Regions from separate parts of the Mus musculus genome. Here all the other regions are linked to region 3. Evidence: chromatin contacts called from public promoter capture Hi-C data. All regions are on one chromosome and are shown on one strand. Each heading gives the region's core, a stretch centred on a gene start, on an enhancer-like site or on the middle of the called end of the contact. The rest is flanking DNA. Distances are from core to core; before and after follow the strand shown.

Region 1 (3,065 bases), core at 231-2,730, about 12 Mb after region 3:
AGGAAAGCCCAGGAGATGTTATTGGAGAAATGCAGTGGATACACAAGGATTGCAAGTGTCACGGAAAGAAACTGAGGACTGGTACAATGAAAGGACAGAAGAGGCCACTGGTTAAAGATCCCAGGATACTGCAGATGTTAGGACCACGGATGACCATCAAGGACAGCAACAGGGGTGGTTTAGAGTCACGGTGACACACTGAGCAAGAAGTAGAATCCCTGGACTCATCTTACTTTATCCCACCTTTAAACTTAGATGCCATCTGGCCCACTCTGCGGGGCAGCTCAGCAATCTTCACGTTTTTTCCACTTTCTCCTTTTTAAAGTAATTATCCTGAATTAACCAACCTACCTTAAATTTACTTACAAGCCTGAGTTGATCAGAACTGATTTTACAGAACAACCTTGAAGACCTATCTGTTCTTTGTAGAAAGTCATTGCTGAAGCAGTCATAAATGGAGAACTACTAAACCAGAGGGTGGGGGTTGGGGGCATCAGTGGCCTGCAACGGATCGTTTCTATACTCATCCTGACTCCCATTTGTCTGTATGGAGTTAACAAAAGTGACGAATAAATGAGGCTATCTGCTCAGATCTTGAGACGCTCGAAAAGCAAAGACTAAAACTATTAATATACACCAGTTGTAGAATTAGCAGAAAACAGCAATAATAATACTTTGCTATTAAAAATTACAAATATGGCCGGTCTCACCATTAATCAAAGGTATGAAGTAAAGCTTACAAACAGGCACGATTTCTACAGTTTGATCCTTTACCTAAACCAGAGGCACTCGTACCCTCAAACATTTGACACCCTTGTAAGCCATGGCGTGACAGAGAAACTTGGTCTTTAGGGTCACCAATAGCAGCCACCGTTAGGTTAAGGTTACTCAACTGACATATTCAGTGCCAGAGACAGGGGACATGACTCGGGGTACGTCAAGAACTGGACTGGCATCGGGTGAGCTCAAGATTAGGAAAACACTATGTCGGAAACACCCCCAAACCCGGACCCTCGCTCTGCAGGGACCCTATCCCCCGCTAACTTCTCCCCGGCGCCCCGAGACCACACCGCGGGAAGCAGGGGCACAATGTCCGCTTTCCTCTGGGTGACAGTGAGGACCTGAGCACCAAACACATACTGTTCAGGAGGGGTGGGCACCACGGGTTTCACTTCCGGGTGCCTAGGGTCACGCGCGGCCCGCCCTCAGAGCCCACCCCAGACTCGCGCCCGCCCGCCCGTCCGCCCGTCGCCCTGACGTCATCCCCCGCCGCCGCCACTACCTACAATGGCCGGAGGCCTCTCTGAGGCCTGCCCGGCCCTGGGTCACTGCAGCAGGCGGAGAGTGCAGAGAGAGTAGGAGGCCAGAGGGAAGGGCAGGGAGCGCGGGGAGAGAAGCTGACGAGTCACCAGAACAGGCAGCGGCGGCCTGAGCGCGTCCACCTTGGAGCTCAACGTTGCTAGTAACCGGCCTGCGGTTTCTGTGGAAACGGACGCCCCGCCCTCATCGGCCCGCTCCGACGCAGCTAATTGGTCGGGAGCTCTAGAGCGCGAGCGCCGTTCCTGCTGTGATTGGAGGGAGTGAGGGGGCGTGGCCGGCGGGGGGTTGTCTCTGCTCTGGTTTCTCTAGTGAGATTTTTCAAAAGCTTTAGCTTTGAGAAAAGGCGTAGCTTTTGTGCGTCGCTGACCGAAAATCTCAACCGCTCTCATCCTAGCAGGGAAGGAAGGTCCGTTCCGAGTCTCTTGACACTGGATCGAAAAATGACTTCCCTGCTTTTGCCCTTTTTTGTAGCTAGGATTTGAAAAAACCCAAGACAGAAAAACCTTTCCAGTGTATGGCATTATCCCCCACAGGAGTTTTTCTTCTTTAAAAACATAGTCAGCAGGTTCTCCAAAATGTCGTTCAAGTCCTCCTAAGTCCTTAGATAAAGCTGCTGTGCTTTCTAAACTGCTGAACCGGCCAAATGAGATCTTGGTAGGACCTAGTAGTGGTTTTTTGTTTGTTTATTTTGTTTTGTTTTGTTTTCCTTATGAGATTTTGGGAGTTTTGTCATTGTTCTTGGAATGTTTTCATGCACCTCCCAGGTGTAGTAGATAGGAGTGAGTTTACGTCCGAGTTTTTGTACAACTGGCTATTATCCATTTATTTGCCTCTATGGGAAACAAACAAACAAACATGTTTTTGCCGCGTGCACCTTGTCCTTCTTATATACTCAAGTGACCTTTCTTAGCACTCAGGGTATACACTGTCTGATGCTCTGAATAAAGTTGGCTATTGCATGCGGCGTTAGTCTGCCTCGTTCCTCCGCTCCACTCCCTCAGGTTCCACCACAGGAAGAGATATAAAAATGAACAGCATATCGAAGCAGCGCATACTTCTAGTAGATAGAGTAAAATGGTAGCTATGGGAAATGTCAGCTAGGAGCTGAACTGTCGGCCCTTCAGTATGGCTAGTACAAGCTCTTCAGAGCCAGATGCTGTGCTTCTTAGGGAGTTTCCATAGGGAGCTGTTCGCCTAGGTGAGGAAAATGAAAATACATGTTTATGAAATATTCTATAAGAAAGTCATAAATAGCAAGTTTGTTTATAATAGCTAAAAATGGCAAGTAGATTGAATGTTTACCAGCAGGAAAATTGATTACATATTCAATACAATGGAATGATATTCCACAGTCAAAAACAACAAGCCACTTCAATATGCACCTTCTGCATAAGTAGCTTGAAGCTCTTCTCTCTGTTGCCTGGGACATTCAATATGGACATGCTGGGTACATGAGCAGCCATGGATAGACTGGTAATAGACGTCTTAATTCAGCCTTGTATAAGAAAGTAGCGTAGGCTGAGTTGTTTAAAGAACAGAAACATATTTATCACATTTCTAGAATCTCAGAAGACCCAACTCAAGAATCAACCAATCTGGCTGCTAGTGAGTTGTCTGTTCCTAATGCTTACAGATGGTTGGAAGCCTCCTTGCTGTATTCTCACTTGAGCAAGAAGCAAGATCTCACCTACCTCCTGTAAGGACACAGATCTCATCATGAGGACTCTACTCCTGTAACCCAATCA
Region 2 (2,817 bases), core at 121-2,620, about 12 Mb after region 3:
GCTGGCACACACCTTCAGTCCTAGCACTGAGATACTGAGGCACAGACAGGCTGGGCTGGCCTCACTCAAGAGACTGGTCTACATAATGAGTTCCGAGAACATTCAGGTTACATAGACCTTGTCTCCCCCCAAAACAAAACAAAAAACCCGAACGATCGAAAGACCGTTAGCATCCAAAGACAATTTCTGGGCAAGCCTTCCAACTCACTAGGCTGTAAACCTTGTCCGGAAGGATTTTCTTCTTTCTGAGTGCTGAAATCTTAAACAACAACACTCCTCTCTCTTACCTGATTCCACTGTCTCCTCCCCTTCAGGCAGAAGCCTGGCTTTCTTGGCGTTCTGTGGGGCATCGTCTCCATTGTCTTCATAGATATTCGACCATTTGATCGCCATGTCCAGCTCTGGCGGCGGCGGCTTCTTCTCAGTAGTGTAGGTCTCTGGGGGCGGCACGCAGTTGGACTTCCAGATCTTGAACTCCTTTGGAGGCTGTCGAGTAAGCACATTAAGAAACCCTGTGACGAACCGAGGTTCCCGCGATGGATACGAGCGCATGCACCTCCCTGCTCATCATTCTGGCTGACTTTCCTCTTTCTTTCTTTTTTAAAATCCTTTAGGCTTAAAAGACACTTTTTTTTTTCCATCAACATCACAACACTGTTAGGTGAAAAAGTCAAAGGGTTCCCTGGATAAATAAAGCTAATAACTTTTAGTTACCAAAGGAGGATGCAGTCCCAGATACTACGGCCAGGCTGACCCCTTCAGGAGGCTGCAGCAGAGACGCTGTCTTGGAGGCAGCAGCGCAGGCACTTCGGCGTCAAAGGGAAGGGGTCTCGGGGAGAAGCTGCAGCGGGGGGCGGGGAGTCACCACCGTTAGTCGTCGCCCGGCTGGGACCCCCGAGCGCGGAGGGGCGGGCCCGGGCTGACACCCCCCGGGCTCCCGGGGCCGTGGGGACGCGCGGCGCGGCGCGGGCTGAGTGCGAGCCGGGGGTGGGCGAGCGGGCGGAGGGGCAAGCGGGCGTCGGGCCCCGGGGCGGCCGCGGGGCCGGGGATCTCACCTCCTCCGGCGCTTTCACCACATGCCGCTCCCAGTCGATCTGCTTGTTGAGCGGGTTGTAGAGGAAGGCCGGGCGGGTCACGCTGCGGAACAGCTCGTCCGGGCCGGGCAGCCGCTTCTCCGCCTGCTTCCCGCGGCCGCCCGTCGTCGGAGCCGAGGCCGCCTCCTTGCGACCCGCGTCTTCCGGCTCGCTGTTCTCATCCGACGAGTCGGAGCTGCTGCTCCCGTAAGCCGCGAAGTAGCTCAACGGGTCCTTCTCTTCGGCTGCCATGACGGCCGCGGGTTCCCACCCTCTCTCGGCCGGAAGCCGGAAGCCGGAAGCCACGGCTGATCCCGCCCCCCAGGCTGGCGAGTTATCCATTTGCGCCCCCTAGCGGCGGAGCCGCGCTCCTACTCATGGGCGGAGATTGGAAGGATGCTGGAGGCGGGGATTCCACAGCCCTCAAGCAAGTTATTTATTTGTTTTTTCTTAAGGATCTCTGGGAAAAAGCAGCGGGAGCCTTAGGATACCCGGAGGGAAATCAGTGGCCACAGTCACACTCTGGGCTTGTAATTTAAAGCAGAGAAAAACCAAACATGCATACCTATAATCCTAGGCAAATTTGAGGGCCAGCGAGGTGCATGTAAGTCCTTTCTTAACAGCTAATACAGTGCAGGAGACGTTGTCTACCAAACAGTAAGAACAAGCAAGCAGGGGGTGGGGGCGCACACTTCTAACCCCAGCACTTGAGAAGATGAGACCGGAGTATTGCCACAAACTAGAGGTCAATGGTGAAATTTTACAGCCCCCCACCCCAAGTTGGTACCATTGTAAATATTTAGATCCCAGTTAAAAATGCCTGGTCAGAGGTGACATAGTCATTAATAACTTGCCATTTGGTCTGATTCTTATCTGCTAAATTCTACAGAAAAATACGAAGTCTGGTAATGGAACGGGCTAGACTGCCTTGTTCAGGTTTATATTCCTAGTATTTATTTTGGTGACCGTCCCTGGAGTACATCAAGGAATATTGCTGGGTTGTAATTTCTGAGATAATAGGTCTGAGTGTTTCTAGAAAAACTTCCTTCCGTCCAAGTACCTAGACTTGACAGAGATACAATTGTTCCCAAAGTACAAAGTCCTGGGTTACCCAAATCATCCTCAGATCTGACATCATTAGCAAATTCAGGGTCCCCTCACGCACCCTCCAGCCTGGTAATGTGACAAAATTGTAGAACCCGCTGAAAGCTGAGTAACCACGTGTATATAGCTACAGTTTACTGCAGCAAATATAGCATAAGTCCAACCAAGGGAAGATGGGCGAGGAGCGGTCCAGAGGAGTCCTCATTCAGAGCTTCCGGTTACCCTCCGGAAACATGAACCAAATCAGTGCAGCTCAGGAGGCAGAGCTCGCTGCCTGGTACTGGGTTCCAGTACCAGCACCCATATAAACTGGGCATGGTGGTGTGTATTTGTAATCTCAGCGCGTGGTGGAAATGGGGTGAATGTACAAGGCTCCGACACCCGTGGCCGTGCTTGTTTATATAATGAGTTTGGGGAAAAACCATAGGGAAGGTACATGGACAAGTGAAACCCCAGGATGTCCAGGAAACTTTAGAGTAGCATCAAGATGCTGGGCTGGCAGAAGGCTCTTAGATGGGGTAAAGAATCTCTAGCATTAAAAATTTAAACTTGAGAGCTGGAGAGATGGCTCAGGGGTTAAGAGCACTGACTGCTCTTCCAGAGGTCCTGAGTTCAATTCCCAGCAACCACATGGTGGCTC
Region 3 (2,839 bases), core at 46-2,545:
GGAAGTGTAACACTAAACTGAATGGCTCCAGACAACTTTAAGGTCCCTTTTTCTGTTAAAAAAAAATACACACGTTCCAAGTAAAACTGAAAATATATTCTGAAAACTGTCTCCTTGATTTACATATTCAGTACAAATAACATTTAGTTTCTGCCGAGTTTAGGTGTACAGGACTTTGAATGAAGGGTCCTCCCAAAATATACATGGGTGCTTTCAGTAAGAACACAAGAGCACAGTTTTCTACGAGTCACACAGAAGGCAGAGAGGCTGGTGTCTTAATCTCTGAAGGGTTCCAAAGTGTCACACAGTTCCTGCAGTGACAGTCCAAGAGGATCTCGGTTCTAGTCTGCTGACTTGGTATGCTTAGCCTGATATCAGTCTGATACCAACCAAGTGGATCTGAGTGACATCATTTCCTTGCTCTCCACACACTGCCCATGTTATTTCGGTGTTAACTGTAGTCGAGCAATGTATTTTCTAGCAAAGGTACTTCAGGCTAGACGCTCTGCAGTAGACAGAAGAGTAAACCCGGGTTTCCTTCAGCTCTGACTCTGGCTTTCCAAGAACACGAGCTGGTACATCACTTTTCTTTAAAAATAGGGACACCTATTCAGAACGATCTCTGTGGCCATAAGCGGAGCACACCGGCTTCCCGGCCACGTACGTGCCCAGGCCTCCTGCCTCTCGGCAGGAGGATGAGAAAAGCCAAGTCACTGGGGACGGATCGCAGGCCCGAAAGCACGGCGGCCGCAGGGAGGGAGCGAGGGACGGAGGGAGGGAGGGACAGCGAGCGGCCCCGGCAGAGCTCGGAGCAGGGCCACTGAACCGTGAGCTCAGCTCCGCGCGGGGTCACGTGCGGGCCGCCCGCGACCGCTCAAGGCCGGCAGCGACCGCCCCGCCGTCCCCACAAAGGCCGCGACCCCGTCGCCGCCCTCACAGGGACCTCCCGGCCACCCCAGGTCCCACGGTATCCCGCCACGCTCACTTCTTGTCAGGGCAGATCCAGTCCCCGTCACTGACTCGGAAATTCTTGGTCGACATCTTGGACGCCAGCAGCAGTGCCGCCCGCAGCGACGTCCCCACCGGAGCCGCGGGGGCCTCGCGCCGGGCTGTCCTCGCGCCGCCGGACCCGCCCTTCCCTGGGGTGGGGGAGAACTCACACCGCCGGACCGCGAGCCTGGAGCAGCGGTGCGGAGACGACGCCCAGGAGCCAGCAGCCCGTCCTGAGGCTCTGCTTCGCTTCGGCCTTACCGAGCTCCTGAGCAGGCGTTGTGAGGACAGCCCGGCCCGGCGGCCATCGCAGCCGAGTTCTCCGCAGGCCGAAGGACCCTAGAGAAAGGCGCTTCCGTTTCCGGGGCGGGGCTAGGGCGCAGAGGCGGAAGTGACTCGGCGCGGCTCGATAGCCCACGGGCTTGCGCGTTGCCTAGGGTTTACTGGGGCGAGCAATAAGGTGGGAGGCTCGAGTCTTTGGAGAAGATACTTTATTTTTATTTTTGGACAGAGACTGAGGATTAAACCAGGTTGCCCCGGACATTACTGTTTCATACATACCACTTGGAACCTCTGTCAGGCTTCTGTAGGCCACGTCAAAAAGATAAACTTTTTTTCCTGTGAGAACATAGGGTCTCACTTTTAGCTCCACCTGGCTTGTGTAGTTAGGCTGCTTAGTATTTGGATGGAAAAGTCATATTAATGAAGGGAGATATCTCTCCTTCTTGGGCTGTTGCTTAAAAACTTAGCTTTAAAAATATTTAATATGTGTGAGAGATAAGCCCTGTACACAGAGGAGCCACCCCAAGGTTTTAGAAATAGGAAATAGTATTGATACAATTCTGACCCCAACTCACTACCTTTCCCCAGATTTAACACTGGCCCTTTGGGTTTATTCTCGTTCTTTATAAAAGATTTAGTTCATATACTGTATGCTTATTTTTTAAAGTGAGAAATGGTACAATTTACTGTGACAGAGGGTTGCTTTTAGTTCCGCGTAGTTTCTGAGTTTGCAGTTAGTTGCATGTAGCTCACTTTTATTTCAGTCATGCATATTCACAATTCTTTCTTGTGACAGTTAAGCCCCAAACCCTGCACTTTGTCACAACGTGCATTCAAGTATTCTTTTTAAAAGATTATTTATTTTATTTATAGGAGTACACTGTAGCTGTCTTCAGACACACCAGAAGAGAGCATCCGATCCCATTACAGATGGTTGTAAGCCACCATGTGGTTGCTGAGAACTGAACTCAGGACCTCTGGAAGAGCAATCACTGCTCTTAACCACTGAGCCATCTCTCTAGCTCCCCCCTCCCCCATGCAAATATTCTTGCAAATATTCTTACAGTTAACACCCAAATCTATGTTTTGGCATTGTTGATCAACTCTCGTGAACATTTGTGCACACGGGTTCTGGCATTTATATTTCTCGCATATAGCTCTTATCCAGGAGAAAAAAAAATCATTAAACTGCTTTGGTTTTAATGTCTAACACTTTTGATACTTATATTCATCTTGATCATCTCACTTGAAAGCTCTTGGATGTATTTTATTCTGATAATTGTCCACACCTTCCCAGTTATTTCATATTGTATAATCACTGATTTTTTCCTGGATTTTTATCTTGGGTAATGTGGAATTTTTATTTTCTTTTAGCAAGCAATCCTGGGGTTGGCATCACAGGCTCAGTCTTGCGTGTGAGTAATGGTTCTATATCAGTTGGCACCGCTGAGTATTAGCTGTGCTTTTATGTGTGTGGGTGTTTTGTCTACATGTATGTCTGTGCACCATATGTATGCTGGGTGCCCTCAGAGGCCAGGAGAAGGTGTGGATCCCCTGGAACTAGAGT

The links. Promoter capture Hi-C pulls out the DNA fragments that hold promoters and counts their contacts.
Region 1: a contact with region 3 is called in a promoter capture Hi-C map of pre-B cells. The contact joins the promoter of Odf2l here to the promoter of Zranb2 in region 3. A contact is called at or near these places in 3 of 39 promoter capture datasets (the C10 cell line, cranial neural crest and pre-B cells) and 1 of 484 Hi-C or Micro-C datasets (pre-B cells).
Region 2: a contact with region 3 is called in a promoter capture Hi-C map of pre-B cells. The contact joins the promoter of 2410004B18Rik here to the promoter of Zranb2 in region 3. A contact is called at or near these places in 1 of 39 promoter capture datasets (pre-B cells) and 1 of 484 Hi-C or Micro-C datasets (CD4 T cells).

Annotation. Positions count from the first base shown.
Region 1 is chr3:145,117,004-145,120,068 of GRCm38.p6, reverse strand. It overlaps Odf2l (outer dense fiber of sperm tails 2-like), which reads right to left and starts at 1,480. Exons shown (of 17, transcript NM_001162538.1): 1 at 1,287-1,480. Gm40163 (a long non-coding RNA gene) reads left to right here and starts at 1,656. Exons shown (of 2, transcript XR_867692.2): 1 at 1,656-1,726; 2 at 2,954-3,065.
Region 2 is chr3:145,936,567-145,939,383 of GRCm38.p6, reverse strand. 2410004B18Rik (RIKEN cDNA 2410004B18 gene) reads right to left here and starts at 1,370. Exons shown (of 3, transcript NM_025555.5): 1 at 1,056-1,370; 2 at 288-486. The coding sequence starts at 1,325.
Region 3 is chr3:157,532,621-157,535,459 of GRCm38.p6, reverse strand. It overlaps Zranb2 (zinc finger, RAN-binding domain containing 2), which reads right to left and starts at 1,295. Exons shown (of 10, transcript NM_017381.3): 1 at 986-1,295. The coding sequence starts at 1,041. 4930592C13Rik (RIKEN cDNA 4930592C13 gene) reads left to right here and starts at 1,370. Exons shown (of 2, transcript NR_152231.1): 1 at 1,370-1,450.